2 separate regions of the Mus musculus genome follow, and region 2 is linked to region 1. A link is a contact called in public HiChIP or PLAC-seq data. All regions are on one chromosome and are shown on one strand. Each heading gives the region's core, a stretch centred on a gene start, on an enhancer-like site or on the middle of the called end of the contact. The rest is flanking DNA. Distances are from core to core; before and after follow the strand shown.

Evidence for each region. HiChIP or PLAC-seq counts read pairs in DNA pulled down with a chosen protein or histone mark.
Region 2: a CTCF HiChIP or PLAC-seq map of pro-B cells shows a contact between it and region 1, with 6 times the contacts expected there. The contact joins the enhancer-like site here to the promoter of Ccdc13 in region 1. A contact is called at or near these places in 5 of 39 promoter capture datasets (the 3T3-L1 cell line, the HPC-7 cell line, HPC-7-derived erythroid cells and 3 more), 3 of 15 datasets of contacts at CTCF or cohesin (the G1E-ER4 cell line, large pre-B cells and pro-B cells), 13 of 484 Hi-C or Micro-C datasets (the 3T3-L1 cell line, the 63-12 cell line, B cells and 7 more), 1 of 115 datasets of contacts at active chromatin or transcription factors (stem cell-derived neural progenitor cells) and 1 of 9 other capture datasets (liver).

The regions. Positions count from the first base shown.
Region 1 is chr9:121,838,000-121,842,673 of GRCm38.p6, forward strand. It overlaps Ccdc13 (coiled-coil domain containing 13), which reads right to left and starts at 1,462. Exons shown (of 16, transcript NM_028384.1): 1 at 1,412-1,462.
Region 2 is chr9:122,013,077-122,018,098 of GRCm38.p6, forward strand. Gm39463 (a long non-coding RNA gene) reads left to right here. Exons shown (of 2, transcript XR_871388.3): 2 at 1-3,357. Among named protein-coding and RNA genes, the nearest start is that of Pomgnt2, 20 kb to the left of the region's middle. Within about 2 kb of position 1,270, at least 11 of the 459 cell types and tissues checked have an H3K27ac peak or open chromatin away from gene starts, as enhancers often do. A contact at or near this core is called in the 63-12 cell line and pro-B cells, where this site is marked.

The DNA.
Region 1 (4,674 bases), core at 212-2,711:
GTCTGGGGCTCCGTGGGATGGCGGGTCTTCTTTTCTCAGCTAAACCTCTCTGGAGACACCCTCATGCACTCGTGCACACACACAGAGGAGTGTTTCCTAGATGGCTCTAAATCCAGTCAACTTGCTAGTGAGTATGAACTGTCCCAACCCTTGCTTGTACTCACAGAACACCATCTCCCTGCCCAGGTCATTCACCTTTGCTCCTGACCTGTAGCACACGTTACATACCAACTGTGCTTCCTCCCACTAGTACGTACACTACCAGAGGACACACACTTTAACTTTATTTTTAGCTGTTTGAGACAGGGTCCTGCAAGGGCTGGCCGGATGACCTGGCACTTGCTGTGTAGACCAGGCTTGCCTCAAACTCTTGGCAATGCTCCTGTGTTGGTCTCTCAAATGCTGGCTATGTACCAACACGCCTACCAGGATCATTATTTTCATCCACTTTGTTCATGGCCATGCTACAACAGGACACAGTAGGTGCTTAATGAATATTTATAAAAAAAACATGAAAGAATTTGGCCTTTTTTTTAGACAACTATACTTTGTAACCAACAAACTACCTTAAAACCACAGATAACCCTAATTGCTTACAACTTTTGTTTTCTCTTTAAGACAAGATGTTGGTATGCAGTCCCGTCCTGCTTCAAATGTGAGTATGATTACCAATTTGGGACCAGCATGGGTCTTCTAGTGAGTTTTAAGGCCATCCCAGGCTACAGAGTGAAACCCTACTCAAAAGACCAAGGAAGAGAAAAGCTGTGCGCAGGACGGTGGATGGGGCCTTGAGCACCCATCACTTCTCACCAGCCTGCCACTTTCTAGCTCACCCACGCAGCCCATCCCACCTCCCCATCCTGTATGTTTTTACAAGCCAGAATGAGGGTCAAGTCAGGGCAGCAGCCACGTGCTGAGTGGCAGCTGCAGAAGACCTGCTTTCTAGTCATGCCCACGCAGGTCGCTGGGTCGTTCCTCTGCCTCACGAACCCTCCTCGCGCGGAAAACACGAGTCTGCCCAGGGAGGGGTGGGAACAGCCCGGCCCCAAGGAGAGGCCATTCGCAGGGTCTATGGTTTGGTTTCCCAGTCTTGGCTTCTCGCTGCTCGGCCCCCAGTTCGATCCCCCTCTCCCGGCTCCACTCTAGGCTTCCGATTCGGTTCCTCACTCTCGCCACGGTTCCGGTCCCCACTTGGCCCCTTGTTTGGTTTCCCGCTCTGTCCCTGGCTCGGTCCTCGCTCGGCTCCCGGTTCGGTTCCCCGCTCTCGGCTCCACTCTTGGTTCCTAGTTCGGTTTCCCGCTCCGCTCGGCTCCCGGTTCAGTTTCCCCGCTCAGCCCCCGGTTCTTTTTCCTGATCCGCTCCGGTTCGATCCTCGCTTGACTCCCGCTCTACTCAGCCTTCCTCCACTTACCGCGGCTGCGCTTCGGGGTCTGTCTTAAGGGCCGCGGGCACTTCCTCCGCCCTTCCCGACGCCGGCATGTGCTGCCTTGGCAACCGTCACCAGGGAAACCAGCACGGTCGCGCGCGTCTACGGGGGCCGAGAGAGCCTCTAAAGGTCTGAGCTGAGCGTGCTGAGGGGTCCGGGAAGACCCACAGAACTGCACACACCAGCTGGACATGAGAATGCAAAGTGCCTACGAAGCCTCCACTCTTCCGGAGTGTATTTTATTTAAGGATTTGGGGGGTCTGTTTGTTTTTGTTTTTAAAGGTAGGGTATCATACAGTCCAGACTGGCCTCAAACTCGCTCTGTAGCCATGCATGACCTTGAACTTCTCATCCTCCTGTCCTTATTGAATGCTGGATGACACAGGCTGCACCACCGTGCACAACCGACCTCCAGTGTCTTTGAAAAAGTAGGATGCATATCCTACTGGCCTCCAAGGGTTTTGGAAAGTGGACGGTTTTTATGAAATGTAACATAGTTAACCATATTATCTTTGGAAATACAAAACAAGGCGGGAAGAATGTTGGGTTATGATTGTGATTGGAGTAGGCCAAAATTAATAATGCTAAAACCAAAACCAAACCAAAACAAAACGCTTCCTCCTTTTCAAACAGCGCACAGAACTAAAAGAGGAATGTTGAAAGCGTTTATGGGTCACATCGCAGGATGACAAGACACATCCCTCGCCAGTCAGTCTAGTCCAGTCCAGGAGCTGATTCAAGTTCACCCCAAAACCCTTTTTCAAAAAACAAAAGGTGGAGAGCAGTTGAGGACAAATAATGAAGACAACCTCTGTCTATCCCATGCACATGTGCACCGACACAAACAATTGCACACACCCATACTAAGAAAACCTAGACGTGAAACAACACACAGGCAATTATATCAGTATGGTAGGATTTTAGGTCTTCTTATTTATGAATTTATTTATTTATTTGCATTTTAGAAGATTTTAAAAAACAGTGTGTGTGTGTGTGTGTGTGTGTTTAAGAAAATACTTAAAAAAAAAATCTCCCAGTTTGACATTGCTGTATTTCAGGGACTTGAAGGGAGGCAAACACATAGGAAAAATGAGCTGAGGGAGGCCAGATGCTCTCACTAGCCTTTATAATGTGAAAGTCTCCAGCTATGTTAAACCTGTTTTTCTGCTTCCCATTTACTTAACGTGAGTAGTACATCACTACTTGTGAAGAAGATACAGGGCTGGATACCCACAGCCCTGCATCCACCTGCCCACCCCCTCGCAGTACAGTACAGTGTGTCCAGGTGCACAGCATCTCCTTCATAAAGCTTCTCTCTCTCTAACTCTCTCTCCTTCTTTCTCTCTCTCTCTCTTTGTGTGTGTGTGTGTGTGTGTGCCCATGGAGGCCAGAAGAAGGCATTGGGTCCCCTAGGGTTGGAGTCTGTGATGGTTTGAATATGCTTGGTCCAGGGAGTGGCACTATTAGGGGGTGCAGCCTTGTTGGAATAGGTGTGTCACTGTGGGTGTGGGCTTTAAGACCCTCATCCTAGCTGCTCAGAAGTCATTATTCTGCATGCAGCCTGAGGATGAAGATGTAGAACTCTTAGTTCCTCCTGCACCATGCCTGCCTGGATGCTGCCATGCTCCCACCTTGATGATAATGGATTGAACCTCTGAATCTGTTACTCAGCCCCGATTAAGTGTCCTTATGAGAGTTGTCTTGGTTGTGGTGTCTGTTCACAGCAGTAAAACCCTAAGACAAAGTCACTGGTGGTTGTGAACCTCCTGACGTGGGTCCTCTGGAAGAGGAGGAATTCTTAACTGCTCAGACATGACTCCAGCTGGGCAACTCTTTTTTAGCATAGTTTGGTAAATTTAAACTCTGAAGGGAACCAATCCTTTTCCATCTCGCTTCCCTCCACACCCACTGCATGCTCAGTTTCCCTGGGCCCTTGCTTCCTCTCTGCTTTCTCCTCCCGATGCTCCAGATGTGCTATGTGACCAGAAAGCACAAACCAACAGGTCTTTCTTTTTTATGGTCTTCAGTGGCCTATGTGTTGGGCCGAGGCTGAGAACTGAAAATCTGCATGACTGCCAAGAGGCAGAGTGGATTCAGTAGATAGAACCACAAAGCGGCAGGGTCTTCTCCACACTGCGCATGTGCCATTCACCCACTTCATAATCACGAGGCAGCTGGGTGCTGTGGAGAGAATAGGAGCCAGATGTGCTGATAAGGTCCTCGAAAAGTGCTGCTCCTAGAAGCAAGCCAGGCTTCCCTTAGGATGAGAGCACACCGCATGAGAGGATATAGAATCTCAGCTGGCCTCCTAGGGTATGTATTAGAAAGCTTCAGGCATGAATGTACTGCAATCCCAGCACTTTGGAGGCACAGGTAGGAGGACCACAGATTCAAGTCCAGTCTGGGCGCTACACAGAGTTCCAAGCCAACCTGAGCTACATAAAGAGAGCCTGCCTGTCCTAAGAGACTAAGGACTGGAGAAGTACAGAGAGAAGCTCTGCAGTACAGTGCTTGCCTGTTTTGTATGAGGCCCTGGTTCTATCCCCAGCGCCACACTGTGCACGCGCGTGCGTCACAGGATGGCTTTCCAGGTAACTTTTATAGGAGTGTCTGCTTGCATGTATGCCTGTGCACCCTCTGTATGTCCTATGACTGTAAAGGCCAGAGAGAGCCTCAGGTCCCCAGGAAGCTGCGTCACAGGCAGTTGTAAGCTGCCACATGACTGCCAGAAATGGCATGCAGACCCTCTGTGAGAGCAGCGAGTGCTCTTCACGGTGGAGGGGTCTCCCCGGCTACTGAGCGTTGCTTTTAATCAGGATACTCAGTAGCCCATTCTCACAAGTCTAGGGATATTTTTCTCTACTTTCTATTCTTTTTAAACCTTCCTACTGTCCCCGCTGAGGCTCTTCTGCCGCTCTTTGTTCATTTTGCAGTCAGAAGAATTTGTATAGTGTATAAACCCGATTCTCTGTAATACAGGAAGACAAGAGAATTGGGATCCATGTCTTCATTTTTGTTATCCCAGCCCCCACATTCTGTTTCTCTGGCCAAAGCTACTTGTGGAACACTGCTAATTTTTTGTTTGTTTTTGAGACAGGGTTTCTCCATGTAGCACTGGCTGTTCTGGAACTCTCTGTAATCTAGGCTGGCCTTGAACTCACAGACACTCGTCTACCCTGCTTTCCCAGTGCTGGGATTAAAAGTGTGTGCCACCACTGCCCAGAAAATACTGCTAATTTTTAGAATTA
Region 2 (5,022 bases), core at 20-2,519, 170 kb after region 1:
TCTGAAATAAGCAGCAGGATCCTTCCCTGAATGGAGTTTATGTCAGCAATCATCAAATATATTTGGCACCCCTAGTTGCATATCAATAAACACATGGGGTGGTAGCCCTGAACACTGATGGAGCACATTACTTCAGCCAGTCAGAGCTGTGGTATCTTCTAGCAGCAGTTCTGGCAGGAAACACCGCATCTCTAGAAAACAACCCCAACTCCGAGCAGTGGCAATGTGGCAGCTCCCCCACAGCTCAACGCAAGCTTTCCTTCCATCATTTCCTGTTTGTGTGCTCACCTTCCCATGGGTCTTGGTCCTGAGAGCCCTTCCTGTTAAGGTTTGGATGTGGGTTGAGTATGTCCCAGAGCCTGTGTGGTAGAAGCCTGGTTCTCAACATGACAGTGTTGGAAGGTGGAACCTGCCACACCAGCCAAAGCAGCCATTTTTTTTTCTTGGTGAGTGACTTGGGAGGCTTGGTCACTCCACCAGGGACAACCTACACTAGACAACTAGGTCATTTTGTCCAGTTCCCACTTCTGATGCTACAATTTCTGATCCACACTGGAAGATGCCTGGAAGAATCTCTAACACCATTGCCCCCTTTGCCTAAGTCCTATAAGTGGGTGCTATCCTTTTAACAGGATTAGTTAAGTGCAGACTGCAGAGGGCTGGACAGGGAGGTCGCTAAAGAGAAGAAGCCCGCAAAGCTGAGCTCTAAAGTGAGACTTATCAAGGGGCAACAGGCTGGAGTGCCCCCTGGTGGAAACAAGACATGAAGAGCCAGAGGATGGGAGGAGGTGGGGCAGGTAAGCAGAGGCGTGTGGAGAAAGCCCTGCCTGTGTCTAGAACTGAAACATTGTATGCAGATGTCCGAGGACAAGCTCACCCTCCCTGGAAGCCATGATGGCAGCCATATACTTTGTGCTACTGGGGCATGGTCATTTCTTCCATAAGGGAGAGTAAACTGGAGGAGTACAGCAAGGGTGAAGGAAACAAGGTTGAACAGATTATGAATTGATGGGTCAGAAAACACAGGGATGAGAATAAATGCAGAGAAGGCACTGGGGGAGTATTGAGAGGGGTTGAGGTCCTTAGCTGCAAGAGGCAAGAGATGAAATCCAGATATCATTGCAGAAAACAAAGGGGCAGTTGCCAAAAGAATGCGGGACCACTAGATATCAGTAGTCTCAGAGATGTGTGATGTCCCAGCCCACTCTATGGCTAGAACTATGGATGCTGATTGCACCTGCTGGTTACTGCCTGCTTCCCTCTGCTGGCACATCGTGGAACTGCACCTTGGCACCAGGTTCTTTCCTCCAAACTGGCTGAGTCTGATTATCCAACCTAACACCGAGTCGAAGTTTGCAAGCACACTGCATCTTCCAACTCAAGGACCCGAGGCCCAGGAAGGAGAGGGAATCACTATGTGTCTTAAATCACGTTAGTGGATTTGAGAGTCCTGTTCCACCCACAGCCATAGGTGGCCTAGTGTGCCCGGGAAGCCTCTGAGAGCGCACCCTTGTGTTCAACTGCGGCATTGCAGAAACTTGTCCCTGACTCTGCGTTGCAACTGTTCACCCTCCCAAACGGGACAAATTCCAAAGACTCTGAGCTCAGAAAGAACAGGGAACTGTCTGCAACTGGACATAATCATACTAAGCAAATTGATTCAGTATCAGAAAGACAAATGTGACATGTTCTCTGTGGGTCCTAAAGGTTATATAGATACATAAATTCATATAAACAGATGACATGGAAGGAGAAACAGAGCTATCTAGGCCTGGGGGGACCAAAAGGTGGGATGTGCTCAAAGTACACTCATGCTTTCATGAAGATGGCAATAAAAATAAGTAAACACAAGCGGCATTGACAGATCAGTAGAGGGACCAGCTTCCCAGTATCTCAGGCACACTTCCGATCATTGATATTTCCAGGTCCCAGGGTGCACGGGGAGAGAGAAGCAAGACAGGAGTACCTGAGAAAAGCCAAGCCACTCAGTTCTACACATGTTAGTGACCAAAGAAGTCTCAACACAGCGTGAGACCTGAGCATCCACCCCGACCTCGGGAGCTATGGTCTGTTCTCGGCCATGGGCTCAGCTAGCTTCAAGTGCCTGAAATCTTCACACGCTGTGCCAAAGATAGAACCAGACCCTATTTCTGTGTCTCTCTTCCCAAGATGTGCCATCATGTCAGGCTGACACCAAGTCAAGTGAGAATATGTTCTCTTCTGGACAGAGTCCCTAGAATGGCAGGAGTTGGTGGAAGCCAGGAGGGAGGGGACATGAGCTTCCTGTGTCTAAATGCTGATTTGGGGTTTTCAGGTTGTGCCTATTGGGTTGTAAAAGTCCACAGAGCAAAGTTTTCTTTCTTTCAATATTGGGGGTTACACTTAAGGCCAGGCAAGTGCTCTACTACACACAAGCTATTAATGATTTGAGGCAAGGGCTTACATATCTATCCAGACTAGGTTTGAAGTCACTGCTGCCAGGCAGGCCTGGAACCTGGAACCTCTCTGCCTGTCCTCGCAACCCGCAAGTGATTACTATTACAAGTCTGTACCCAAGGCCCAGCTCTGTAAGTACAGCATTGGCGCAATGGAATGACCATTAGCTGTGTGCTGTGTGAAGGGCCAAGCAATGGAGGCCACGAGTATGGAGATTGGCTGGAAGACGGAGTGAGGCAAGGGACACATTTATTGAAAGAAAGAATAACTGATGAGCATCGTCAGGTCTCCAAGACAGCCGTGAAATCCGGGAGAGAGGCAATGACGACTCACTCACTAGGCTCTCTGCTCTTTCCTTCCTTCCTGCTAGGCTGGCGAGAGAGATGGTCATGTGACTGACTTCCAGCCAATGATATAGGGCAACATTTTGAATGCCTGCTCCATTGTGTAACCCCTTCCCTGTTCTCCCCTTAACTCAAGGACAATGCTTACAGTGACATTGGAAACTACAGGGCAAACACGAAACCTGTAAAATCAGCTTGGGGTCGCTGCCATACTGTTGGGGACCCGAGGACTGTGTGTCTCTTCCTATGGGAGCCAAAGGAGCAGACGCCTGTGGTCCGAGACCGCCCGCCATTGCCTTGAAAAGAAGGTGTAGGTTGTGTCTGACGCTCCCCTCTTCAGACAGCGTGGGACCTCAGAAGTCAAACTCAGGGCAGGGAACTTTTATCTTCTCACACTTGAAATCCCAGGTCTGGAAGCTTGTGAGGCCGGTGTCATGAGGCTGGCAATCCCTGTGCAGTGATGTAGCCTCGGGCTTTTCTACCAACGCCCCAGTTCTTGAAAAAAATGACCGAGTATTACTTGTGAATAAACGTCTAAGAAAGCGTGGACTTATTCCTCCACTGCTGTGTAACTTAATTAACCCGTTTATTCTATTCTATGAGTGCCACATGGCTTGTCACCTACCTCTTCTTAGCTTCACGTATCTGTGGCACTTCCTTCTTTGAGTGCTCCAAGGTCAATGAGAAGGATTTGAACTCTCTTCCTAGAGCTACTGCGAGCCCTCAACATGGCTGGGTCCTCCTGCAGGCCATTGATAACACATTGCCTGAGGAAGCCAAGTTGTTTTCTAGGTAGGAGGCCTCCCAGTGCCGTCTCTTAGTCAAAGCTTACACAAGACACAGAATCCTCTACTCTGCTTTGTGCCCAGATTTGCAAGAGGAGAGGGGATGTTAAAAAAAATATTTGACTCGCACCTATAATCCCATACTCAGGAGGTGGAGGCAGGAGGGTTATGAGTCCAATCCAGTCTGGGCTCATAGTCAGAACCATCTCAAAAGCAATCAGATTCAAACAAACAAACAAACAAAACAAACCCTCTCACCTTTGTGCATTTGCTTTGCCAGTGCCCACAGGAATATTAATGCCACTTCTAGGCTCACCTTCAAAGTAAAACTCTCTGACTTTTGGGATTATTTAGTCCTCATATTTTTAAAAATAACAAGTATTTTCCAAGTTTAATTTTTTCCCCTCTCCTCACCAATTTACTTACTGTCATGGCCTGCCACTCCCTGTAAATGTCCAACAGATGCTAGAGAAGGTTTGGAAATAATTCAAGATTCTTTGGCCTTTGTTAGATAAAGTGTGTGTGTGTGTGTGTGTGTGTGTGTGTGTGTGTGTGTGTGTTTATAAAACCTGCTACTTAGAATGAGGAGTCACAGAACAGTGCCGTTCAGGAAACATAGGTTGACCCTGATCATGAAGTCCTTACAAAGGGATGGCACACACAGGACCAAAGGCACAGGAGTTGTGCCTCTGGGACTCTGCTTCCTTCTCTGCTTGTTTGAGGTTGCACGGGCTTTCTGCTTATTTGAGGTTGCACTAGTTAATTTTTGACAACTTGACACAAACTAGAGTCACCTGGGAAGAAGGAACTTTGTTGAGGAATTGCCTCCATCAAAGGCAGGTGCCTTTGGCTTGTCTGTGGGCAATTTCTTGATTGCTAGTTGGGGTGAGAGGGTCCAGCACAGTGGGCAGTGCCATCCCTATGCAGTTAGGTCTGGGCTGTGTGAAAAGCAGCCGAGAAATCCATAGAGAGCAAGCCAGTAAGCAATCATTTCTCCATGGGCCCTGCTTCAATTTCTTCCCTGGTCTGGTGGACTGGATATAACCTGTAAGGCAAACAAACCCTTTTCCCTCCTGTTTACTTTTTATCCATATTTTATCCCAGCAACAAAAAGCAAACTGGGACAGAAATTGGTATCAGAGAGTGGGGTATCGTCGTGATAGGCCATTTCAGAGCCTTGGGCTAGGGGAGGCCACTGAGAGCTCAAATCTTCATGAGCTTATGGAGGAAGTCAGTACACAGCATCCCCTGTGGTCTCCGCTTCAGGTCCTGCCCTGAGCGCCTGGCTTCCTGATGACACGTTAGCTGGGATTGTAAGATGGAATAAACATTTTTCTCTCCTTTTCAAGTTTCTTTCCAAAATCAAGTTGATTTTGGTCAGTGTTTTATAACAGCCACAGAAAGCAAACTAGGACATAAGCTTTCTGATTCTTTTACATGCTATGCTCTTCCATCAC